2 separate regions of the Mus musculus genome follow, and region 1 is linked to region 2. A link is a contact called in public Hi-C data. All regions are on one chromosome and are shown on one strand. The core of a region is the stretch at or near the end of the contact, and the rest is flanking DNA. Distances in the headings are between cores, read along the strand shown.

The links. Hi-C and Micro-C count contacts between places; a contact is called where the count stands out from the background.
Region 1: a contact with region 2 is called in a Hi-C map of CD8 T cells, with 3 times the contacts expected there. The contact joins two enhancer-like sites. A contact is called at or near these places in 21 of 39 promoter capture datasets (the 3T3-L1 cell line, 3T3-L1-derived adipocytes, the C10 cell line and 16 more), 4 of 15 datasets of contacts at CTCF or cohesin (CD8 T cells, the NIH/3T3 cell line, large pre-B cells and 1 more), 106 of 484 Hi-C or Micro-C datasets (the 3T3-L1 cell line, 3T3-L1-derived adipocytes, the AML12 cell line and 63 more), 36 of 115 datasets of contacts at active chromatin or transcription factors (the 230-238 cell line, CD4 single positive thymocytes, CD8 T cells and 28 more) and 4 of 9 other capture datasets (adipose tissue, embryonic stem cells, liver and 1 more).

The regions. Positions count from the first base shown.
Region 1 is chr4:59,336,281-59,340,936 of GRCm38.p6, forward strand. The region is part of intron 12 of Susd1 (sushi domain containing 1); the gene reads right to left. Among named protein-coding and RNA genes, the nearest start is that of Gm35578, 57 kb to the left of the region's middle. Within about 2 kb of position 1,676, at least 84 of the 459 cell types and tissues checked have an H3K27ac peak or open chromatin away from gene starts, as enhancers often do. A contact at or near this core is called in CD4 single positive thymocytes, CD8 T cells, DN2 thymocytes and 8 more, where this site is marked.
Region 2 is chr4:59,203,492-59,208,076 of GRCm38.p6, forward strand. It overlaps Ugcg (UDP-glucose ceramide glucosyltransferase), which reads left to right. Exons shown (of 9, transcript NM_011673.3): 2 at 4,270-4,411. Among named protein-coding and RNA genes, the nearest start is that of Ugcg, 16 kb to the left of the region's middle. Within about 2 kb of position 1,405, at least 89 of the 459 cell types and tissues checked have an H3K27ac peak or open chromatin away from gene starts, as enhancers often do. A contact at or near this core is called in CD4 single positive thymocytes, CD8 T cells, DN2 thymocytes and 8 more, where this site is marked.

The sequences.
Region 1 (4,656 bases), core at 426-2,925, 130 kb after region 2:
TCTGGCGCCAGGCCAGAAGCCATTCTTAGGCCTCTGTGTGAGAGTGCCTGCCAATCTAGGCAGATCCCCAAACTCTGGGCTAATAAGCTGAGTTCTGGCAGTGGAGAGATGGGCAGCAGGAGGGAATGGGTAGGCCCAGGTCAGATCTGAGGTTCAGGAAGGAGTTAAAGAAAACCTAATTAGGAGTAGAACATAAGAACCAAAGAGGGTAAACTGGAAAAGAGCAGAAAGTCAGGAGTCGAGGCGTGAAATGCTTTTGGTCTGAGGAAATCAATGCAAGAGAAGCCAGAGAGGCAGGACATGGAAGAGAGAACAGAGGAGCACAGGCTACGCTACAGTCACCCGGGTCATGACGCCCCTCACCGGAGCTTGCAGAAAGTCTGTAATGGGAGCAGCTCACACCTAGGGAATTTGCTGAGACTGAAGTGTGTGTGGAAGTGTCTCAAAGGAAACTAGAAATTCACATTCAGTCTAGAAGTGCTTCTGAAGTCACCAGACACAGTGACACGGATCATACTTCTCACTGCCAAGAGCCCTAGGCAGGGGACTCACAGGGAACAGGCCCTGCTTACAGGTGAGGCTTCATAAAATGCCTTTTACGAGGGCCTTTCTCCCTTTAGAGAGGACTCCAGAGAGTGATTTCATGACATCTCTGAGAAAGAAGGCTGCAGAAGTGACAGGAAAAGAAAGCAGCCTGGGCCCGAGCTTCGAGCCCCCTCACCTGAGAACTCTGCCCTCAGGCCTGAGCGCCATCACCAGGCTGTTGGTGCTCTGTAGTAACAGTAAGGGTCTCTTGTTTCCTGTGATCCAGCCCAACAGTAGAAACCTATCTGTTGAAACCTATCACTTTTATTGCTCAGCCCCTCTCACTCTCTTCTTGGTTGCTCTCTGTTCTCCTCTGAGATAACTAAGCCTAGCTGACTGAGCTCATCTCCCAACTACCCTTCCAATCCATCTAGTCTCTCTCAACCTGGAGGAGACAGGACAAAGCGCACAGGGCTCAGAGAAGGCAGGTCTGGGGAACAACAGGAAAGCTCTGCCTCTTGTGTTCTGAGCCACCCAGTGTGGGATGCACCTTGCAGTTCCAAGGGTACACTGTCACCTGGCTGCCAATCAGCACATGATTTCCAGTTAGTTTGCTGCCTTGCTTGCGCGAGGCCTTCCCCAACTTGAGCTGCTCCACATTCTGCACTTCTCTGAAATGTAACAAGTGTGGCCGTCGGCAGCCTGGTTCTCCGCCACATTTCGGGGTGAAGTAACCCCGGCTTTCTGTTCTGTTGTCACAGTGCTGTTCCTCAGGTCCAAGTTGCTATCCCAGGCAAATCTGCCTCCTACCCACGCTCCTCCTCACTGATCTAAAAGCAAAGCAAAGCATAACCGTCCTATGGGGTAAAATGCAGTCCTCTCCCCTGGGTATGCACAACGGAAGCAGGGCCAGAGGCAGGCTTTCCATACAGTTCAGAGGTTCCAGTAACTTCAATCCTCCGCTAGAAGCAGACCACTAAAGAGTATCAGGGGCATCGTATGAGAAACAACAACAACAACAAAACAAAACAAAAAACACCTTGAGGAATACAGAGAAAAGTAACAGCAAAATTACAAGCAGGAACCACACAGGGAGGTGACAGAAGAGTGTGTATTTCAGGAAGACCACAACCCACCCAGGAAATCGAGAGGTGCATTAAACAACCCGGAGAAGAAAGTTCCTGTGTAGATTCAGCTTCATGTCTTAAGTCAGAACACAGTCTAAATGAGCCCAGATTATTACAAAGATAAGAAAGTTCTAGAGAACAAAATTTAACCTAGACTCCAGAGATGGGGAGCATTTTTCTCAGTGTCATTGGAGGAGTGAACGCTAAGACATTAATAGAACTGGTTCCGTGACACTGTCAAGTGTCTAAGTGTTTGGCTACAGAGACAGCCTGTGGGTATATCACGCTTTCCCCCAGCGCTTGAGGGTCTGAGTTTGGATCCCTGGCACCCATGTAAAAGCCAGCAGTGGCAGTGTATTTATAACCTCAGTGTTGGGGGTTGGGATAGGTGAATGAGACGGGGGACCCCAAAACTCCCTGGCTATCCCATCTAGTCAAATGCGGAGCTCAAGGCTCTGCCAACAAACAAACAAAAAAACAAACAAACAAGGTGACTGCAATAAAGACATGTATTGACCCCTTGCCTCCCTGCTCACCACAATTACAGACATGTCTAAGTGCACATGCACACACATGTGAGTACATGCACACATATACACACACACAGGCACACACAGGCACACTCATCCATACATATCCCGTACATATCCAAAATCTAAATGTCAAAATAATGAAAATAAAATTAAAGAATAAATTATCTTGGTGTGGGAAATGTGTAACACATATGCAAAGATTAACACTGCTAAGACAAGCAAAATGGTAAATCAGTAAAAGGAGATACTATAAGTGCAACTATATTAAAAGTTTTTCACCTAACCTTATGATAGTAAGTTTTTTTTTTTTTCTAAGAGATGTGCTCAAAGAAACTCATAGGAACAAAGAAATGAGAATGTTCACCATAAGCCGCCAGCCACAAGGCCAGATAGGCCTTCCCATCTACACATCTGTGAGGCTCGGCCACATGTTCTCCCACTCAGCACTGTGCATAGGTATTTGTCATTAATATTTCCTGAATTCAAGTGTCGGTTCTCAGCATGGTCCTTCTACGACATCAATCACCATGATTCTGGATTTTTAGGATTCTGATCTAAGGAAGCCTTCCTATGCACATTGTATAAAGTTAAAGTGTATACAAGCTGACCCGAGCAGCCAGCCCATTTCCTTCCACCGTGAGTCACCCTACCTCAGTGAAGAAGCCTAATGGGAACTGAATGGTGTTAGTGGGTGAAACAGAGAGATGCGAACAGGTGTCTGCTGCGCCATTTAAACAGGAACATGAGGTTAGAAGGTAGACCAATGTTTCTGGGAGTGGGAAAATGTGTGGGTGGCAGAAACATGGGACCCCAAACACGCTCACTCCCAGCCTGACCCAAGGAGCCAAACACCTTATACTGCCAAAGACTTTGAAAGGAAACCAGGCCAGGGGTCAATCCTTATCCAAAATCTCTGATGCAACTTCAGCCCCCCCAAGACACCAGAGGGACTTTCCAAGATCATTCCAGTGCCCTGTGACCAGCTAGGAGGAATAGGCTCCTTCCTCACCAAGGCTACAGAACACAATGGTACAGAACCCTTAAAGAGTTGGCGATCACCCACAAATGGAACAGAAGAATGGAGGGGAAAACTCAGGAGAACTGATCCCTCATGATGCTCCCCAGAGCCACCGGCTGACAGTGAAGAGGTAAGAGAGACAGGGTCAGGGAGAGCAGTGGTCCTGGCTGCCTTCCTACCCATCTGAAAAAGCGCCTTCTCTTTTCTTATTATGAAGGCAACCAGAGATGGGAAATTTCCCATGCTAGTTGCTGGCATTGGTACTGAAGTCAAATATAGAAATTACTTCCATCTTTTCCCCCTTTTTCCCTCTAGCATTTTTCAAACAATAGCCATGGCCTGGGGAACAACTAGTGGACTTTATCATCACATTCACACGCACACGTATTTCTGTTCTCCACCCCCATCCCAGCATCCACCCCACCCCAGCATCCACCCCACCCCAGCATCCACCCCACCACCAACACCCACCCCTACCCCTTTAGCTTTCTCTGATTTCCTGTGTTGTCCCTATGAAAATGAAATTTGCTTATAACTCAACGAGAAAACAGTACAGTCAGTGTGAGAGAGCTCCTTCTGCCTCTTAGGGGTCTACACCAAGACAGTGAGTGCTTTTTTGTTCTCCTTCCTTCCCTAAAGTGGGCATGAATGAGCCTGTTCTAAAGAACTCAGTTCAATGAGCCTGCTTAGGCTACACATGAGCCACAAGCTTGAGACGTGTCCCAGCCTCCAGCCATCACCCTCTCCTGCCTCCTAAAGCACTTGTCTCTGTCCCTCTCCACTCCTCGGCATCTCCTCTGAGGCCAGCAATATATTTAAAGCTCTTGTTTTCATCCCGTTCCCATCAGTAAGATTTAATTTAATAGGAGGCTCACAGAAGGGAAATTCCACCCGCTTTGCTTCTGGGAAAGCATCCGCTGTGTTTTCCAGATCCAAATCCTTAACTCAACATTTCTGGTAACATTTGAAAGTTCCTCTTTTTACTGAAACAATGCCACGAACATCTGGGATATCCTCACATCAACAAACCAGGTTCTCTTTCCTCTTACTTTTATGAGACACGGGGTTTTTTTGTTTTTTGTTTTCTCAACTCTTTAATAAAGTCTCACCAATTTGAATTTTCACACTGCCAAGTCTCTAAAGTAGAGGTTCTCAGTCTGCAGGTTGCGACCCCTTTGGGGGTCACATATCAGATACTCTGCATATCAGATATTTACATTACAATTCATAACAGTAGCAAAATTACAGTTCTGAAGTATCAATGAAATAATTGTATGGTTGGAAGTCCCCACACCATGAGGAACTGTGTTATAGGGTCCCAGCATTAGGAAGGTTGAGAACTGCTGCTCTAAAGCAAGTTTGAAAAGCAGGCATGATCTCAATGCTCTTAAAGGCCTTCACTGTCCCAGTGAACTTGAACAGCTCAACGGTGCCCCCTGGTGGCCATGAGCGC
Region 2 (4,585 bases), core at 155-2,654:
ATCACCAGATTTTATCAGTGTAGGGATTCTTCAAACTAAAATAACTACCAGATGATTCATGTCGCTTTTGGGTAGATACCAGCAGGCATCCAGGTCAGCATATAGTAAATAAATATACCTACAAACTCATATTTATTGAGGTATATTTGCAAGAGTCAAGCTACAAAGCCTAATGAGTTATCCATCAGCAGATAAATGGATAAAGAAAATATGGTATACATTTTATTCAGCCTTAGAGAACAACAGAATTGCAACATTTGCAGGAAAGTGGGTGGAACTGGAGATCATCGGGTTAAAAGAAATTAACCAGACTCAGACAAATACCATTTTTTTCTTGCATATGCAGAATCAGATGATGATGATGATAATGATAAATGTATGTGGGGGTGCATTGATCACTGCCCAGATGATCACCCCATTATTAGGGGGAAGGTTTTTATTGTGAATAAGAGAATATCGGGAGCAGACAGAAAGAAAGCAGACTGGACATGGCCAGAAGCAAGAGAACCGGGAGCACAGAGAGTAGTGGTTGGAGGCAGTTAGGGTCTGTGCCATTATAGAGACCAAACGGGAATCTGGAGAGAGGGAGGGGAGCCTGAGCTGAGAAGGACTAGCCTTTGAGAAGTGTAACAAGTACTTGTGAGCAGAGACTGAGGAAACCTGGAGGCCAGCATGGGCTTTGAAATGCAATCACTGGTGCACACCCCCTCTCCAGAGGCAAAGGAAATGACCTTTTGGGGATGGGAAGCCCATTTTGGGGATGAGGAATGCTGGCTTTTATCTAACCACCAGAAATCCTTCTATAGTCCAGCCTGAGCTCATTTCTGGACATCCTGACTTTCTGAGACCTAACAGTAATAAGGCATGAAAACAGAAAGGGGGTGGGGTGGGGGCTCTAGCAGCAGGTAGGGACAGAAAGGGGGGGAAGAGAGAGAGAGACAGAGAGAGAGAGAGAGAGAGAGAGAGAGAGAGAGAGAATGAATAATGGGAGCAGTGACTGTCGCCAAAGTACACTGTATCCAGATAGAAATAGATCCTTTTGATGAGTGAAAACGGGTCAATAAGTTGCTAGCCTTAGACCTTCTCATCCTGTTATCTTCGTCATATTCTCTTCATGATTTCTGGGTGGGTTTGGGGGCACTTTATTCTCTCTGATGCATTTTGGGATTTTATCTTCCACTACTGTGTGCAGTCTTTTGTCTCGTGTGAATGGCATGTAGAGCAATGGTTCTCAGCCTTCCTAATGCTGCGACCCTTTAATACAGATCCTCATGTTTGGTGACACACACACACACACCCCACCCCAATAACATCATTTTGTTGCTACTTCATAGCTGTGGTTTTGCTGTCATGAGTCATAGTGTAAACATCTGTGTTTTCTGATGGTCTGAGGTGACCCTGTGAGAGGGTTGTTCCACATCACCACAGGTTGAGAACTACAGACACAGGAGCCGTGCTTTGTTTTATGTAGTCCTGGTTGTCTTGACAGTGTCATATTCCTTCTCCAGGCCCAAGACCGCAAAGATGTTTTCTAGGAAAACTTTTGTCTTCATAGTCTTATGTTCGGTGTAACTAAATCTAAGATAAGTAGTGTCTCCAACTTCCTCTCAGGGCTCAGAGTTTTCTGCTTTGTCTTTCAAGAATTCCAGACACAAGGGTGTCAAACCAGATTTCTTTCTTAAAGCAGGCTTTTTCCAGACTGACAAGCTATAGTATAGTAATAGGAGGGCTAAGGCAAGCTTGGGCTCCAGCCTGAAGTCACTGCAGGAGTAACAGGGATCTATATATGTGGCACTCATTATTTTCCGTGATTTGAACCATGGCAGCTAAACTGCCATGTGAACTTTGTTTTATGCCCGCAGTCCAGGTGCCCTTTACTAGATGACTGTCTGCAGGCATCCATCTAGTCTGCTATTTTGTTAGCAATGGGGGAAACATTTTTGTGTGTCTGTGGTCATTAGTGTTAGAGTCTGCTTTTGGTTGTGTTTAACACCGTGGATGGACCCTGTAGATCTATATTCTCCAAACTGTCAGTGACACGTAAAAATTTACATTGTTACAATCTGCCATGGCGTGGCACTCTGACGTACTACAATGAAAAATAAATTGCTGGTCACACGCTTGGGTGTCGTGGTTATGTCAAAGCGCTACGTTTTAAGTTTTCTGAAAGACTTTCTTCTATTTCTTCTCTTTTTTTCTTCTATTTCTTCTCATTGCAAAGCAGTAAAGCACCTGGCCAGTCAGTCTATACTTGGCTAGTGGTCAGTCATCTAGCTTTTGTTTGCTGCTGTAGATCAGAAGTTAACTCTTCAACCTTGTTGGTTTCTGTTTTTTCTCTTGTCAGTAACATAGTTTCTTTTACAACAACGATGTTTCTGTGGCCCTAAGTGAAGCAGGTGTTTGCTGAGGAGCACTCTGTCTTCCTGCCTCAGGGAGCCAGCCTAAGCTGACTGTCTGTCTGCATGTGTTTCCCTTACTGGTGTGCTTCCAAATGTGTGCTTGACACACTTGCAGCATCTGTAGTACCATTCTTTGAAGTGCAGATGTGCTGCCACTAATGGGCTTTTGCTCTTCTAGAGGAAGATCTCAGTGGGCTTCCCCACTCTTGGCAGGACTTCTGGCTGGCTGGAGCACTTGTAAGATGCCACTGATTCCAGAGATGTCAAAGCATGGAGACACCTGGATCCCAGGACTCCTCCCAGGCAGATCCGGGAGTGCCCCTGCATCTGATTACTGCTGATGCCTGGAGCCTGGCTGATGAGATGGGACCTACTGGCTCTGTTTTTGTAGAAGTAGGGAGGGAGAAACTCCAGCATGTTCTCTCTTCTCCAACTGACTGGGTATCCCTCTTTAGGAGCTGTGATACCTTAGGCATGGACCAGGGTAGTGAACCTGAGCCATCTGCTCAGTGGTGCTGGTATATCTTCTGGTGTCATTAAGACCCCCCCCCTTTTTTTTAATCTGAGGGTTTTTTTTGTTTTGTTTTGTTTTTTGTTTTGTTTTGTTTTGTTTTCTTTCTACTCTGCCAGCCCGAGCTTATTGCCAGTAGACATTTCATCTGTCCTGTTCTCAAAGTGCGCTCATTACACTCCCATATTCTTCTGGCACATACAGTGCATATAAAGGTTTTACCTACTTTTATAGCTGTTTGGTTACTTCTTGGCAGTTTGAGAAGCAGGGTAATCATGTGTAGGCCAATATTGTCATTTGTTTTGTGTGTGGGGGTGGGGAGGTGGGTGTATGTGACTATGTGTGTGAGAAAGAGAATGTCCCGGTATCTGCAGAGGCCAGATACAATATAAAAACCTTTGGGTTTCTTATCCTATCGGTTTCAATTTTACTGAGACAGGCTTTCGTCCCCCCACCCTGCTTGACTAGACTGGTTTGCTGGTGCTACTGTATTCACATCCCATTGGGATTACACACACCACACCCAGCTTTTTACATGAGGGGATCTGAACTCAAGTTCTCATGCTTGCATAGCATCTTACCCGCAGAGCTATTCCCCCCCCCCCCCCCCCCCCCCCGCCCTGGCCCTCCAAACCTGCCCTTCATTGCCTGTGAGTGCCTGCTCTGACCCTGTGGCTCCTAAGCCCTGGGAGCACAGCAGTGAAGGATAAACATCCGGGGAGCATCCATGTGCTGGCCAGCATTGGAACAGCCAGCCTGCCTGCCTGCCTGCCTGCCATCTATCCTCCCTCCCTCCCTCCCTCCCTCCCTCCCTCCCTCCCTCCCTCCCTTCCTTCCTTCCTTCCTTCCTTCCTTCTGGGTTTCCTAGACCAGAAGCTCATTTGGTTTGTCTTTTCTTAGTTTTCAGTCAGGTTTCCTTGTCAGAAAGATGTCAGCTTTGGAAATTCTCGTCTTGGTGCTGGGGTGTTATTATTGCACAGTTGGCAGAGGGTTTGCCCAGCATGTATGAAGCCCTGGGTTTGGTCCCACAAACTGGGCATGGATGTGCATGCCTGTAATCCTAATACTTAAAAGGTGGTCAGAGGAAGTTCAAGGTTATCCTTGGCTATATGAAACCCCCCTCTTCAAACAAAAACAAAAATCCAAAAAACAAAAGCCTCTTCCTTGAGGTGCCCAGCCCAATGCTTGTGGGTGTGCCTGGCTTTGTTCTGCCTGCCTCTTGCTCCTGGTTCTTGTGTTTAAGCCTTTATTAAGATATCTAACCCAACTCTGTTCAGTGATTTATCAGTCTGTGCTTCCTTTTGGTTTAGCACCAGCACATTCTCTAGAAATAACTCTTGTGTTGTTTTTGTGTTTTAGCCGGTTACACCTCAACAAGAAGGCAACAGACAAACAGCCGTATAGCAAGCTCCCTGGTGTCTCTCTTCTGAAGCCACTGAAGGGGGTGGATCCTAACCTAATCAACAACTTGGAGACATTCTTTGAACTGGATTATCCCAAAGTAAGTATAGTGCTATCCCTATGAGAGATGGGCTACATCGTGGGCTTACTTATTTATTTGGGGAATTTTAACACTGTATGAGGCAGGAGCCTTGTTGTTTTATAAACATCAAAGTTGGAAGTTTTCCCAGCCTATATTCTGTAAGTAAATGCAAAGAAAGGCCAATTTTGGGGA